2 separate regions of the Rattus norvegicus genome follow, and region 2 is linked to region 1. Evidence: chromatin contacts called from public HiChIP or PLAC-seq data. All regions are on one chromosome and are shown on one strand. The core of a region is the stretch at or near the end of the contact, and the rest is flanking DNA. Distances in the headings are between cores, read along the strand shown.

The links. HiChIP or PLAC-seq counts read pairs in DNA pulled down with a chosen protein or histone mark.
Region 2: an H3K27ac HiChIP or PLAC-seq map of oligodendrocytes shows a contact between it and region 1, with 3 times the contacts expected there. The contact joins two enhancer-like sites. A contact is called at or near these places in 1 of 12 Hi-C or Micro-C datasets (Schwann cells) and 1 of 1 datasets of contacts at active chromatin or transcription factors (oligodendrocytes).

Annotation. Positions count from the first base shown.
Region 1 is chr1:179,044,369-179,052,262 of GRCr8, reverse strand. No RefSeq gene overlaps it. Among named protein-coding and RNA genes, the nearest start is that of Trnav-aac35, 340 kb to the left of the region's middle. Within about 2 kb of position 4,217, at least 4 of the 93 cell types and tissues checked have an H3K27ac peak or open chromatin away from gene starts, as enhancers often do.
Region 2 is chr1:179,300,100-179,307,993 of GRCr8, reverse strand. All of the region lies in intron 7 of Sox6 (SRY-box transcription factor 6), which reads left to right. Among named protein-coding and RNA genes, the nearest start is that of Trnav-aac35, 86 kb to the left of the region's middle. Within about 2 kb of position 5,128, at least 16 of the 93 cell types and tissues checked have an H3K27ac peak or open chromatin away from gene starts, as enhancers often do.

The sequences.
Region 1 (7,894 bases), core at 2,968-5,467:
GAGAGAACTGAAAATCAATTTGCTCTTGTCTTCATGTCCTTCCAGCACGGGTTCTAGTCCCACAAGGAGACTTAGCTCCTCGGGTAGAATCTTTACACTTTGAAAAACTATGGTTTAAGACAAGGCTAGAGAGTGAGCTGCCAAGTCCTATCAAAGCCAGCAATTCTAATTCTGACTCTCAGATGAGACCCTGGCCATCAGGGCTAGAGGACCGCTCTGAGGCGGCTTAGTTCTGTGCCTGGGTGGCTCTGAGGGCAAGCACATCTCCCTTAGCTTGCTGCTTCCTGACTCATGGCTTTGATGTTCTGGTTTCACTGTGTTGGCTTTACTGTGCATCAGGAAGGGTCATTTTTTAAAAGTAAGCTGGGAGTGAGTGAATAAATATAAATTGTTGCCCCTCACTCATCTGAGGGAAACTCCTATCATTCTCCTATGGATAGAGAAGGACACAAAACAGGTAGGAAGGACCCTACACCCTTGTAGAGTTTAAACTTGAGGAGTGTGTATTTTCCTCTTTCCACATATTTTAACTCATTCACTCTCCCCTAACCCCTCCCCACAAACGTCAGGCTACAGCTTATGTGACTACACTCATTTTTCCTGATGAAGGTATTGAGGGCCAGAAGTTAAATAATTTGTCCAATGTTGCATAGATGGTAGTAGACATATGATTTGACATCAAGGATGGGGAGATGGCTCAGTGGACAAGGCATTTGCTACCAACCCTGAATTTGATTCCCCAGGATCCACATGGTAGAAGGAAAAAAAAGCCAAAACACAATTCCTGAAAGTTGTCCTCTACCTTGTACACGCACGCTGTAGCATGCCCAGCTGCCAGCCTGCACACGTCACACCACAAACAAAAGTCTGTAGAAACAAGTTTAAACTTTTTTTTGAAGACCAAAAATTTGCCTTCAGCCCTTCTGTCATGACCAGTGTTGCCAAGCGTTTAAGATTTGAAAGAAAGAAAGAAAGAAAGAAAGAAAGAGAGAAAGAAAGGGAAAGAAAGAGAGAGAGAAAGAAAGGAAAAAGAAAGAAACTCAGAGAAGTTAGTCCAGTGAGCCAAGGCCACATAGCTGGTTTAGAAGCAGAGCTAAGCTTTCTGACTCCTTCACACTAGGCTTTTCCCAGGCTGTCTTTCCTTCCCACACTGTGGTAGGGAGCAGGGCAGACACATCAATGGGTACTATGGCTTGTAGGAGCTGAGAAGACGGAATTCTCTAGTATGATACGCACAAGCTGTCTGTCTGGGTCTCACATTGGTGAACTGGGGGAAGGGTGGGGACAGAATACCAATGCACTAAATATTACTCTAATTTGCTCAAAGGCCGTGATTGTATCAAGTTCTAGAAATAATGAGTGAACCAGACGGTTAGGCCACTGCAGCTGGCCAGCAAATTTTTGGCTCAAGTGTTATAATTATTAAATGCAGGGGAGAGAATAGATGAGGAGACAGAGGGAAGAGAGCTCACACAAGCAACTCCAACGCTTAGTTTGAGCTAATTTATCCAAAAATTATACAATCCAAGAAGGCCAACACTTACTTAAATTTAGATTTGGACGAGACTCCTGTCACACACACAAATGACTACTGTTTCCTGGACACCCACTCAGCACACACAATCACCCCTCAGTGCTGCCAGCCCGCTGGAACAAAAGGGATTTTGATTCTGAGATTCTGATTATTTTTAAACTTTAATGACAAATCCTTTCCTTCTCTACATTAAAAAATAAAGGCTATGCATCTTGCCATTAAGGGACTGCTTGCTGCTGCTTGGTTCTCCCAGGCACTTATGTTGTTTAAATTTTAATTTCCGGGTTGAAATTTTTATTGAAAACATCACTATCTTTCTAAATAACAACAAAAAAAGTTTTCTTCTCTCGTCGTCACTGTCATAGTTTGTCCTTTTACCTCCTCTCCTGCTGCCTTAGTGGTGAGTGTGTGTGTGTGTGTGTGTGTGTGTGTGTGTGTGTGTGTGTGTGTGTGTGTCTAGCTTCTCCAGTGACTCTCTGGCTTGAAATTACTAGACCTGCCCCCAGACAAGTGGTTACTGTTGCTTTAAAATTTTTATTACATTTTACTCATTCTCTGTGTGCGCGCATGCACACACGTATGCCATAGTGCTGATGAAGTCAAAGGACAGCTTGTGGGAGTCACGTCTCTTCCTCTATCGTGTGGGGCCTCAGGCTTGGACTCAGGTCTTCAGGCTTGGAGGCAAGCACCTTCACTTGTTGAGCTATCTTGCTGGCCTCAATTATTGTTGTTACTGTTGTTTTACAATCCAGGGCTTGTCTTGAGGACAAGTTAAATACTTAAGACCCTACATTGTTGGTCACTGGGGAGCAAAGTCCCTCTATAATGGTGACATTAAGATAGTGTAGTGACAAGGCAGTCCCCATGTGCTTGCCACTACCAGGCTGGCTCCAGGCACTCTCCCTTTATTCTCTTCCTGCAATCTTCAGCAGGAGATGAGGAAGCCACCATGACTCCCACCTTAGAGGAGGCAGATTGTGGCAGAACTTCCTGCATCCCAGGGAAAGCAAGGCTGCCATTTGTCACTCTGGTTGCTGACAGCCACAGATACCACTGGAAAATCTGATGTGGAGAGCTGAGAGATAGCCAAAGATAGATGTTTCTAGTTAGGCACTGGCCAAATCAAGGCAGACGTCCTAACAAAGAGAGCATTTGAGTTAAACGTGGAAAGCAGACAGGATTCTGATAGGCATGGTGGAATTAGACTAGACAGCATTCTTAGCAGTCAACAGAGGAGTGGAGGCACGCTTGTGAAGGATGGTTCAGCTATTGGATGAGGAGAAGGCCCATGCTTGGTCCATGGTTGGTTCTTGAAATCCATGGACTTTTACCTACGGGCGTTCAACTCTTCTTGGCTTACAGTTGACCTATTCAAATCTGACAGTTGGGGGGTGAACTGCTTAGAAAGATCAGCCTTAGCAAATGGTGATGGGCAATCTGTGGAGGTAAAGGGAGGAGCAGTACAATACCGGGAGGCACTTCAGAAGCGGTTCTTCCTAGCTCTATTTCTTGTCTAGCTTGCCCTGCTTGATCTCAGGCCTTGGGTCCTGGCTGTCTACTTTGGACCCCCAGGTGGCCCCATGGGTCCCAGTTTGACCCTCAGATAGCTCTCTGCTGCCCCCATCTGGCCAAGCAGCCCATGCCACGGTTCATTTGCAGGACCTGGCCCAGAGCTCCCAGAACATTGCTGCCAGGAATATAACTCCTGTTACTGGACAAGATTCAGAACACATATTCTGTGGTGAGCAGGTTCATGTCTATAAGTGCTCACAAGTGACATTGCACGAACATTCAATAGTGATACTACTATTGCTGGTTCACCAGGGGAGGCCCAAAGCAGAGAAATGAGGTGTCTTTAGGGTATGAGCTATGAGTGTTGATTAAGTGCTTACTTGTTCTCTATTAAGATCTGGGACTCTTGCCTTTGGGCCATTTTTGCCCAGATCCTACAGGAAGTCAGAGCTTGACATGGGGGGAGACTGCCAAGGCGTATTGTAAGGTATGGTTTGCCTCAGGGTAGGCAGGGTTGGAGGAATGCGAGGAACAGGAGAGGTAGCCATGCTAAGGACTGTATCATTGTGGACTAAGGCCAAAGGGAGAGGCAGAGCTTTGCTTGGGAAATGGGAGGCAGGGGATCTTGGAGCCAGAAGCACAAAAGGCCACAAAAGGAGCAAGGGGCACCAGCTCAGGGTCTAGTGCTCAAAGTGATGGCTGGCATGGTGGCTTAGGACTGCCTGGGTGTGTCTCTTAGTTTCCTTAAATGGGTAGGGTTCTTTCTGGCCCAAGACATCATTCCAACTTGACAGCATTTGAGGGTTAAGTCTCCGTCTCTTAGAAAAGTCCTATTAAGGAAAACCCACTGGCATCTTTCAAGCCCAGAGCAAGGCCGGGAGGAGTGGCAGCCAGACAGGGTGGTTTCTAATGGAGGCACAGTGAGATGGGAAAAGCTAGGTCAGGGGTGCAGCTGGCAGCTGCAGGAGGGAGAGTCTGAGAGAGGTTGGGGAGAGCCAAATGCAAGCTTCTCCCACTTCCCATTTTAGCCCGGGGCCAGCCGTGGGCACAATGATAGCGTTTTCACAGAACAATTCTCAGGAAGGCTGGTGGGGGACAGAGCAAGGCTATCTGTTTGCACAAGTGAGTGTATCCGAATGGCCTGGTGGAAGCAGCAGAAGTTGTGAGTGGGTTTGGAGCATGCACAGAATGTGAGACCAGGGGTGGGTGTGAGAGCTGGGCGTATGTTGTGTACGTGTGCTCTCAGTCTCAAAAGTTTCATAAATCTTGTAAGACACCTCCATGTCCTAAATGTTTCCTGTCTACGTACATAGCCATAGCTGAACTCTCTTTAGAGACCACTGCAAAGATATGAGTCAAAGTGGTATGGAAGCCTTCTGGGGAAGCGTCACTCAGATCTATGACAAACAGCAGACGACCATAAGGCCAGAGAGATTCAGTGTAAGGAGAGGTGAGAACCTGACCCAAAAGCTACTTATATTTTCAACAAAAATGTCCCTGTAGACCCACTTCCCTTATGGCCTTTTTTTTTCCTGGACTGTGAAGTGCTTAATTCAGGTTATCTCTGTATTCATTGGCTCTAACCAGATCCTAAGTCTGAGGGTGTAACTGTGGAAAGTATCCTTCCTGTCATCCTCATGGGGGACTTTTAGCCAATGGAGAAGTGAGTCTGACATTGTCAGTCTTATTGCAGTCACCCTTCATTAACAATAACTTGCAGCTACTCCTCTTAGCAAATAAAGTTGGTCCAGGATCAGGAGCTGTGCAGAAATTGACACAATAAAAGACATGTCTAGAACTGAACGTTGTGACACATACCTTAAGTTCCAGCCCTAATAACTGAGTTATTTGGGTCTTGAGTTTGAGGCCAGCCTGAGACTATGCTTTAAAGAAAATATCTAGTGTAGGGATGGATATAATTTTGGTCTCCATGGAAAACCTGTTAAAAGCAGGAAATTGAATGAAGAATGAATAAACTGATAGATATGTGTGAAAATGAAAAATTATTTTTTGGAACTCTGTCAGTGTCAAAAATTATGTACTGGAAAATGACTTGTTCTTCCTTTGCACATGCATGTGTGTACTTGTACACATGTGTGAGGCACATGTGCCATCTGTGTGTATGCCTATTGCAGCCAGAGGTCAGCCTGGGGTATCATTCCTTAGGTGTCATCTACCTAGTTTTTAAGACAGGATCCCTCACTATCCTGAAACTCTCTGATTTGGCTGGCCAACCTGTGAGCCACAGGCATCCATCCTCCTGCCTGCACCTCTCCAGAAACTGGATTGTAAGACTTTTACATAGGTGTTCAGGGGAATCAAACTCACTTCTCCATGCTTATGAAGCAACCATTTGACTGGGTACACCATCTTTATAGTCTGACATATAATTTTTGAAAATAAAAATATTAAGAGAGATGTACAGAAACCTTTTTAAAGGGTTCTAGAATTAGAAGATATCCGCAAAGTATATTATCTCCGTGAGTCTTTGGGAAAGTCTGAGGCACCCATGGCAGAGTCCTTACCCAGCCTGGTTCAGGCACGAGGTAGTTCAGCTACTTTTGAGTATTTCCAGCAACTAGTAGAAATGGTAGCTCAGGTCAGACATGTGCACAATGTGAAAGAAATCTCAAATGGTAAGCCCAGAACAGAACCAGACAGCAGCAGGGATGCTGAAGGGTGCTCCCTGTGGGTGGTTAAGGGCCGCTTCTGAACTAGTTTGCTTTTGTTTGGTTTTGGTCTTGTTCTATTGCTTTCACTTTTTGATGCAAACACATATTTTCATTCTTTTAATGTAAGCAAAATAGATCCAAAGAGTGAGTGGTGGAGAGTGGGAATTCATTTGAACTTGAATCTACCACCACCCCTCCCCTGAAAATATAAGGCATTGCAAGTGATGAATGAACCATGCAGGATGGTTAGCCTTGTGACTGGACCCCTGCTCCACCCACCTTTCTCACTCTGCAAGTCAGGTAGGACTGAACCTAAAGCAGCTCTGCCCATGAGCTCTAATTGTCGAAATACATCTGAGTCTCTTCCCTGCTATAGAAGTTTGGTTTTGGTCATGCAGGCTCAAGCCAAAGAGACCCAGGCCATGCTCTTGGGGCCCCAGATGAAGTAAAGATCTTCATATTAATGCTTCCAACCCTGCTGGATGTGAACAGAAGACCCAGATTTAGGTTCAGCACCATTCTTAAACCTTGAGAGGGGTCAGGCTCTGAGAAAAGCCACCCTAAGGGGAAGGCTGCCCCTACTAAGTTGCGACCACATCCCCAGCCTTGGATCTTTCAGATTATGAGTTGAAAGGGCATTAGATTATTTTGAGTAATGTTACTTATGGCTTAAGAAATCCTGCTATGAACCAGGCCTGTGATCTCAGCTCTTCAAGATGCTGAAGTGACAAGGTCACAAGTCCAAGGGCTGCATGGACTAAAGACTGAGGTTCAAGGCCAGCCTGGCAAACTTAGTGGGACCCTGTCTCAAAATAAGATGTTAACCTGTGGCTTTGGATAGAGTAGTAGTGGCCCAGCACTTGCCTTGTATGCATGGAATCTTAAGTTTAATCTCTAGGACTGGGTGGGTAGGAGTGGGAATGCCTGATATAGGGATACAGGTGAAATGATAACAGAAATGGAGAAGGTGACGTGAGAATAAAGAGGGAATGAATGGGCCAGAAGAGCTTTAAAATCATCAAAGTGTATTTAGAGATCTCTAAAGACTCCAGGCAGCAACAGTAAAGGCCTGAGCCATTCAAGCCCCACCTCAATCATCGGAAGCCTCTTTTTCCAGAGTTAGAGCTGTGAATGGAAATTCTCTCACTTGAAAACCATAGCTCTACAATATAGCCAGTAATATGTGACTAACAAAACTTATTTTTGTATACATGAGCTAATAATAGGACCAACTAGAGAATACTAGGTAGGCTAAATGCAGGGATTATAGAAAGTGGCTAGCATAAATATATTCAACACGCAGTAGTTCCTGTCTTATCTCTTCATGCTAGGAAGTGACAGATTGGTGCCCACAGACCAGTTGTAAGACCTGCCACGTACTGACAGTTTTGAAGATTGCCATTAGCCTCTTGACCCTCTACTGTTTTTTCAACCTATTGATCTGCTGAATCGATTGATTTCAGAACGTTTTTCTACTGCTGTAGCTATATTAGCCATCATTTGCTGCAGTAATGAATTGATCTCAGACCGTCAGCTGTTCAATGACTTCAATGTGTATTTTTTGTTTATTTTATATCACCACCAGTCATCATGGGGACTTGATTTCATGAAGTCACTCTGAGGCCCAAGCTGACAGATACTCCAGAATCTTTTAGCTCCATTTTGGAATGCAACGTCTTCATTTAGCCTGCAGAAATGGGAGAGATTGAGAGAGATACATAGGATTTTAAATACTTTTATTTTGAGGTAACACAGGCATGTCTCTTTAACTCATAATTGTTTGCAAGAGAGGCTGGGGAGCAAAGAGGGAACATGGATACTTGGTGATAACTAATTACCCTGTTTAGGAGCCAACACTATGTAAAATAAGAAAAACATAGTTATAATTTCAAATTATCCTTGACAAATAATGTGTACTTCTTCCTTAGTTTGCACCATGGTCTTTTGCCCCTGAGTAACTCAGGTTAGAAAGAATTCCCATACTTTGTCCCAAATATCTACTCCACCAGCCAGGGATATCTCAGAAAGTGTTTCCAGGCCAACCTTTTCCTAGAAATTCAATGCCCCAGATGAGTTAGTGGCCTACTAACACACATTTTTGTTTGACGAGCAAGACTTTAAGGATGCCGAATAGAGGAGATACTGAGCACAGTGATAGGCATAATGGTTCTTAGCC
Region 2 (7,894 bases), core at 3,879-6,378, 250 kb before region 1:
TTTAGTTGCCTAGTGCTTGGTGCAATGAATCCTTACTGTTACTCTGTTTGCTGGGGGGCAGGAGGAGTGAAATAACTGGATAAAAGATTTAATTTATTTGAATAGCTGGTCCTATTGGAGGCTGTTTGTTCTGTAGGGTCTTTATGCAGAACTGCATTGTAGGGGAATAGACAACCAAACAAATTAGATGAAGCTATCAGTTCCCAAAACCTTCCCTTTTCTAAGAATATTAATTTTCCTCTCTTAAAATCACTGTCTGCCAATCTTGGTATCCTTTTAGGTATATATATATATATATATATATATATATATACATATATATGTGTGTGTGTGTGTGTGTGTGTGTGTGTGCATATGTATCCATGTGTAAATTAACATGAAACTAGGAAGTGGGGAAAATATAATTCTTAAACCAGAATGAAGTGTTTATCAAGAATATCTCAGTGTGTTCTCCTTTGTCAGTCATCTCTACTAATGGCAAAGTGTTTTCTGACTTTCAATACATCTGTTCCACAGACAGCAGTAATTAGTATTTTGTTTTGTTTTTGTAACTTACTGTCAGGCCAGCATCATACTCCACTGGCCTGTACTGGGATCCCATTTGTGTGTGATGTCAGCAATCACTTCTCCAGATAAAGAACAGAACTATCTGTGGGTGGGGTCAAATATGCTGTGACTTGGGACCCCTGGAAACAGCGGAAAGCATTTGTGGCAAACAGCTACGGCACATGCCAGACTTCTAAGTCATACACATCTGTAGATGGAGAAAAGTGGCTATCTACAGTCGCTTAAAAAATAGAACCATTGTCTACAAAGAAGGCAACTGTAATGTACGATTTGTAAAAGCAAACTATTTGTAGGTGAAAGGATATGTTTTTGTCAAAAACTTTTGTGGTGTCCCTCCACACTGCAAGTGATCTGGGTGGTAAGTCAGCAGAGTTGAATAGTAGAGATGGAGTTGACTTTTGACAACTTATTATGTGATAAATAGTATTCATTTAACCCAGAGGATCTTGAGGCCACCTTTAAACCTTGGTGATGCTGGCTCTTTGCCAGATACATACAATGAAATTCTTTGACCTACATTAAAGGTGTCACCTGAACTGTATCTAGCCACTGCAGTTGGCTGTGTATGTGTTCATTACACTCTTGACTTTTTCATTTTGGCCTCAGTACCTTTTTGCCTAGAGGTGGTCTCCTCATTGTAAGGTTAACAGTCACGAGGCCTGATTGTATGGGACTAATTTTTTTTGACTTGGCAAACTAAGTCCTTGTATAATAGATGTGATTTAAAGGTTGTTTTGTTTATAATTTTGAAGATGGTGAGAGATTCTATATCTGATTTTATCTTATTTTTTCCTTTCTTCTCCAAATATAAAAAAAATGATAAAATTGGTGATATTCTCCCAAAGAAGATATAAAAATGTAAAATTTTAAATGGGAATGTTATATCTGAATACCCTAGGAGATTTCAACAAAATAAGCAGATTAAGATGTGTTCGGGCTTAAATGATTTATCATTCCATCCTGTAATGTGTGTGTGGCCATGCTGGCAGGAAAGGACGCTGGGTAGATAATGTGGAGAGGAGAGGTACTAAGGCAAACTGAACAAATCTACTCCAGGAGTTAGCTTCCAGAGGGAGGGACAGAGATGCAGAGGTAGACAAGCTCGATGTGTATGTGGTAGAATGTACAGTTGCCACATGCAAGAGAACACCAGGGGATGCTTCTACCTATGCAATCTTTGCTAGGAAGCAAAGGTGACGAGGTTATTGTCAGAAGACACAAAGTTAGTTCGGGAAGACTGGACAGAGTGAGTTACAAGGCGATAGATTGAAATGGGACGTCCAGACAGAGGTGATGAAGTTATAGGCAGTTACTCAGTGGTTGCAGGAGTGAGAAGAAACGCTGGTGTGACACACTTAGCTATTCCTTAATCACGCTCATTAGCCCCTATTGTCAGCTCCAAAAGGAAACTTTTCATTGTGATTTATACCCAGAATGCTAGTCACTGAAACCCAGAACTTCTCAAAAGCAGCTGCATGCAGAATCCCCTATGTATCACCTTGCTCGTTTCTGTAAAAGATGCAAAGAACACCTTGCTCGTACCATCAGAGGAAGAGTCCCACGCCCAGTTGTGTGTTATGAAAGAGGCACTATTTACTATAAGATCCAAAAGTATTAATTAGCTGCCTTTGGTTTAAATAAAATTGATTGTTAAGGCAGAAAATAGAGGATATTATGAGTCCTGTTCTGCTGTAGCCTCCCAATAAAAGATGCAGTGACCCAACTCATTAGCCCTTTGATTTAATATATTGACACTTGGGTTCGAATAATTCCGTTTAGTGGCTTTTGCTTCCCAGGGATCAATTTAATTAGTTATAAAATGTGACTTCTTGTCAAGAGCTAGAAGAAATGCTGACGTTAAATAAAGTCATACGCAATTTAAACAATAAAGCTATCGATGCCTGGTTAAAAGTTAATGATGCAAGAAAAACGGCTTAATAGAGACAACCTCAGCATTGCAAGTGATGCTATGAAAATTAAGCTAAGTGGATGAATGAGGAATGTGATGTTGTTGAATTGTTAAAACAAATTCGGAGCTGCTCCGATGGCTCAGCAAGGTTGTGAGTGGTTATCCTTCAGCTGGGGAGACAGGACTAATTGTGGGTTCCTTGTCACTAGGACTTGAACATCAGATCAGTGCGAGGCTTTGGTCCAGGTTTGGGGCCTGTGAGCTAGCAAACTCCCTGAGATGAACCTCATACTTCATGAGTGGCTCCAGAAGTGCTGTTCATGGTCATGCCTGGACCTCAGTGAGGGCCTCAGTGAGGGCTTTCTTTTCTCGGTGCTCTGGTGGCTGGGTCCCTCTGCAGAGGGTTACAGGCACTCCTAGCCCCAGGCCTTTTCTGAGAAATATTGAAGCTGAGTTCTAGGTCTGGACTTTGGCCTGGTATGCTTCCTCCCCCTGGAGAGGTATCTCCTCCTTCTGCAGGGAGGCTGATGACCACATAGCTCTTCCGATTCAGAGATACACATGTCTCTCATCAGGTTTATTTGATGCCACCAACTTCTCCGATGCTCTGGCTTTAACTCTGGTTTGAATGATTTTTCTATGAGTGTCTCTAGGTCCAGCAGACTTAAATTAAGTAGTAAGTGAACTGACCCAATGCTAAGCGACTAGATGGTTTCTGAAGTGCTTTCTGACTCCCTTAATTCAGTCATAGATTCAAACTTAACTGCTTAGTCCATGAAATCAACTGCTTTCAGAGCACAGTCAAAACAACCAGTAGGCTGGCTAAATATACCCTGTGTCCTCTGGTGTGTATGCACACACCCACAATCAACTGTCTTTTGACTCGCCTGCTATCTTAACACCGGTTAGCTAAATAAAAGATTACCACATTTTATTGTCAGACAAAATTTATATCTCATTCCCTCAACTGTTGCATTTCCAAGCCATTTGCTCACTATGTGAAAACAAGGCACATGTTGAAACTTGAAGAGTTTTCAAATACCTCCTCTAGTCACAAGATTGGCATATGTGTGCTGTGCTCAACTCTTAGAAACAGCCAAAGAAGCCTGCAGTTGGCCCCCAGTTTATTGACAGGCACTGTCAGTGGTTGCTGGGTGGGAATACAAGAACAAGGAGCTGTGCTCTGGAAAGGAAGATGAAGGGGGGATTGATGGCCTTCCAGCTGCTCTCTAACACCCTTCCTGCACACCTTGCAGTGGAGCAAAGACTCCTCCATTTCTTTCCTGGAGTAAACTAGAAAGGTTCAAGATTGAAGATCCTGGGTAGAAGCTTACTCTTTTGGAAATTTGTTTATTCTTTCTGCTGATTCAGCTGCCAAGGAAATTACTGTAGCATCGACAGTGGACCATCAACGGGCAAGTGTATCCATCTAGGAAAAATCACTGAATAACGTACCTTGTCTATTTATATAAAATGACTATGCTTGAAAATTGCAATAAAGCACAAAAGCTTTAAACTTCCAGCAAAATAAGCACATTAAGATGTGTTGGGCCTAAAATGATCTGCAGGTTCATTTGTCTTTCTATCTTATAATATATGTAAACTCACTGGGAGGAAGGATGCCTTGCAGTTGATGTGGAGAGGAGAAGAGGGTACTCTTGAGAAGCTGGCAAACTTAACAGAAATCCCCCAGAAGCTTCCCTATGGGAGGGGCAGAGATGCAGAGGCAAAGATCCCGCTTGCTTACGTGGTGGAGTGTTCACACAGGCCACAGGCAAGAGAACACAAGGGACATTGCTGTGTATAAAATTTGTGCCAGTCCTAAGCTCACCACTGGAGTAAAGGTTATCTTTTTATTTGCTTTTCCTTTTGAATGTTGGGGGAAGGGCAATTAGCTGAGGACAAGAGGGAAATTGTTAGGGACCTCTGTAAGATAAACTATTTTGTCTTTGTGTTGACATTATATTGGCTACAGCCTACACAGAGGGGGATTGCCTGGAAAGGGAAAAGTCAGGAAAGAGAGGCATTAATATTTTTTAGCGTGTGTGGGTGCAGCGGCAGCAGAGGGGCCCGTGTTTTCTTACGGCTCAGATGGCAAAGCTAAGCATTCAGCCTACGGCAGGAAAAAGTGCCTTTTTTGTTTTCTGACTGCAGAGTCCAGGCATTCCCAGGGGAACACAATGAATGGCCCATTTTGTCCAACGCGGTTTCATAGACATAGATCTCTTGTTTTTCATCATTATTCTTGCCCGTCATTGGGTGTGCACATGACATTTGAGCGTGTTTTAAAGTCTTAACACACTCATGTGCCTGCAATAAAGTTACTCATAACAATCCCGCTTTCTCCAGACAACAGAGCGGGGTCTGTTATTTTCATAAGTCATGGCAGCTGGGAGGCAATTGCATAGACAACAGCTTAATCTAGCTGGAAAATGCAGGAAAAGGACGGCACACACAAAATTTCCTCCCATGTTATTCTAACGTGGAAGAATAAAAAAAATTATCCATGGGTGGTCTAGCTCGGTAACTGATTGGCAGACATACTTTGGATTTTTTAGAATGGTAAATGTAAGGCATTACTTTCCCTGTATTTGCTAATTGGCTAGCGAGCAGGATCAGAATGTGATACTCAGGTTGGTCTTAGTGGTCATGTGCTACTCTGAGCTGCTGAGAAGCAGTGTGTTTGTATGAAAAGACATTGAGTGAGGCAGTTCTAACTCAATGGCGAGCCCTTTTCGAGAGGTTCATGGAAGGCTCACTGGAGGCTCATAGCAATTCACAGCTTCGTCAGGCTGTGCTTCTGGTGTGCAGTCAATAGTAGGCCCAAACTCACAGCGAATAACGGGTTGGGGAAGAGGAGAGAAGCTGAAAAATTGAAATCTAACCTCAAACTGCCCGGTGCAGCATGCAGGCTGTGCCCTCAAGGATGCTGGAGCACTATTAGTCACATGCATTTCGCCTGGAAGATAGGACAAAAGACCTGTGAGTAGAGTGGAGAGGGGAGCTTCCCCTTTCTCTTCCACTGTGACTGAGAGAGAAGGGATTGCACAGAACCCTGGGAAGGAAAAGACTTAGGAAGCAAGATTTGCCCTGCTGTGCTTAACCATATCAAACTCTGCTGGCTTTTTCCTTTCGAGGAAATATGCTGTGACAGAACTTCTTGTAGGCTCTTTAAAGATACACAGGTGACACAAAGCATTCAGTCTCTAAGACATAATGGCTTTGCTGGTAGTTTTACTGGAAAAGATGAAGCTGTCCAGGCTGGAACCAACTCAACCCTCCCTAGGATCTTGTGTCTGAGTAAGAATAATCTGGTTCATTTCCAGCCTTAGTAGGGAAATATTAACCCTCATGAGGGCACTTCTACAGGAGGCCTTATGGAGAAATCCAAACCACAGGCAGCTGGGGCATGAGCTAGGCCTCACTGTCTCCTCCCTTATGCGCCAATGAGCATGGAGACACCTTAAAGATTCAGTTTTCAAAGCCTCTACTTAGCGTTTTTTAAATTGTGTTTCCTTGCTCCATTATTATACTTTACTTAACACACTCTTTACTTACCTTTGGCAGAGTGCAACACTAGAGGGCCTGGAGCAAAGCCCTTGTGTGTCAAAAGCCAAGACAGAAGCCAATCCTCTGCTGACCTCTCATGTTGCCACACCCCAAACCCAGAACAGAGCCATTAACGGCAGGCCTTTACGGTAGCTTACCATCGAAGTTTGACTAGGGATCTGTAGTTGTCATTTGTGGTTCAATTGACCACCAATCCATTTTCTTTATGTGAATTTTCTTTAATTTTAATAAATATGCACCAGCATGAATTTTAACTTTTGCCACCAGGCAGGTGAGAACTAAGGTAACTCAATGACTGTGACGGTCAAGGGTTGAGCTGATTTCTCTCGGAGAGAAGCTGTGTTTACTCTGCAGTTGCAGTTGGCACCCAGTGACGTGAAGGGGGTGGGTTGGCATAGCAGTTTGTAATTAATAGGAAATAGGACCTACAAGGGAAGCTAGAAAAACAAAAAGCACTTTTTACTTCTTATTCTCCTTCCTTTTTTACGTAGATTAGAATGTTAGGTAGGACCCATGGAGAAAAGGAACTGGGCTATAAGCAGCCCTGTAAGGCAACTGCTCATCAAACTGATGGTGAGACATAGGGCCCATGAATAAAGACTGCTGAATTTAGGAGCAACCCAAGGATGAGGATATATGCTCATAACATAGAAGAGATACACAAAACATGTGCATATATATATATATATTTAATTTTTAATATACATTCACACATACACATAAAAACACTGTTGCTGTGCTCCTAAAATTCTTTAGGCACTTCCTCACTTACTGAAATACTCATTATTTTCCCTTTTCCAAAAAGATATATACGATATATATTATATATAAAATATATATTATATATGTGTATGTGTATGTATGTGTATAAGAATATAGATATTCATACATACTGGTTGATGTAATGATTTTTAGACCTTTCACTATTTTACAAAAAGAGTTCCAAGTATGGGATGGAGCAAGATAAGAATAAATTCAGGGGCTAGAATAGAATTCAAAATGCAAATATAATTTCATGATATTGCTTATTAAAACTATAATAATATGGAGACATCTACTTATACATAAATAGTTATTAGTACATGTGTGTATGTATAATATATGTGTAAGAATATTTCTCAGTTCTGTGAATGAAATGTTAGAATAATGCTCCAAATAAAGCAGTGGTTCTCACCTTCCTAATGCTGCGATATTTAATACAGTTCCTCATGTTGTGGTGACCTCCAGCCATAAAATTATTCTTTTTGCTACTTCATAGTTCTAATTTTGCTACTGTTATGAATTGTGATATAAATATCTGTGTTTTCCAATGCTCTTAGATGATGCCTATGAAGTGGTCATTAGATCCAAATCTAATGACAGGTTAAGAACCTCTGGAAAAAGTATCCCCTAGTGGTTCTCTATACACCGCAGCCACATCATATCCTCATACCTTCTCCTGAGTCTTTTTGGGAAAGGGAAAATAATGAGTATTTCAGTAAGTGAGGAGGTACCTAAGGAATTTTAGGAGCACAGCAACAGTGTTTTTATGTGTATGTGTGAATGTATATTCAAAATTAAAAAAAAAATAGGTAGAGATAATATTCTCCCTGTCGTAGAGTGCCAATTATATAATGTGTAAGAACTTAGGGAAGCTGCTTGGCAACCAACTTAGCTAGTCATGGGAGTACAGGACAGTAATGTAAGGGGTGCCGAAGCTGCCAGAGGGCTTGGCTATGGAAGGGTGCCCACCTCGTCTGAAAGCATTGGCCCATATAACACACAGGGAGGCCGAAGGGAAAGTTCATCAGTATAGCAGAGAAGCCTGGCCAATGCTACACTGCGCAGGCAGTGAGGGGATGAACTAGA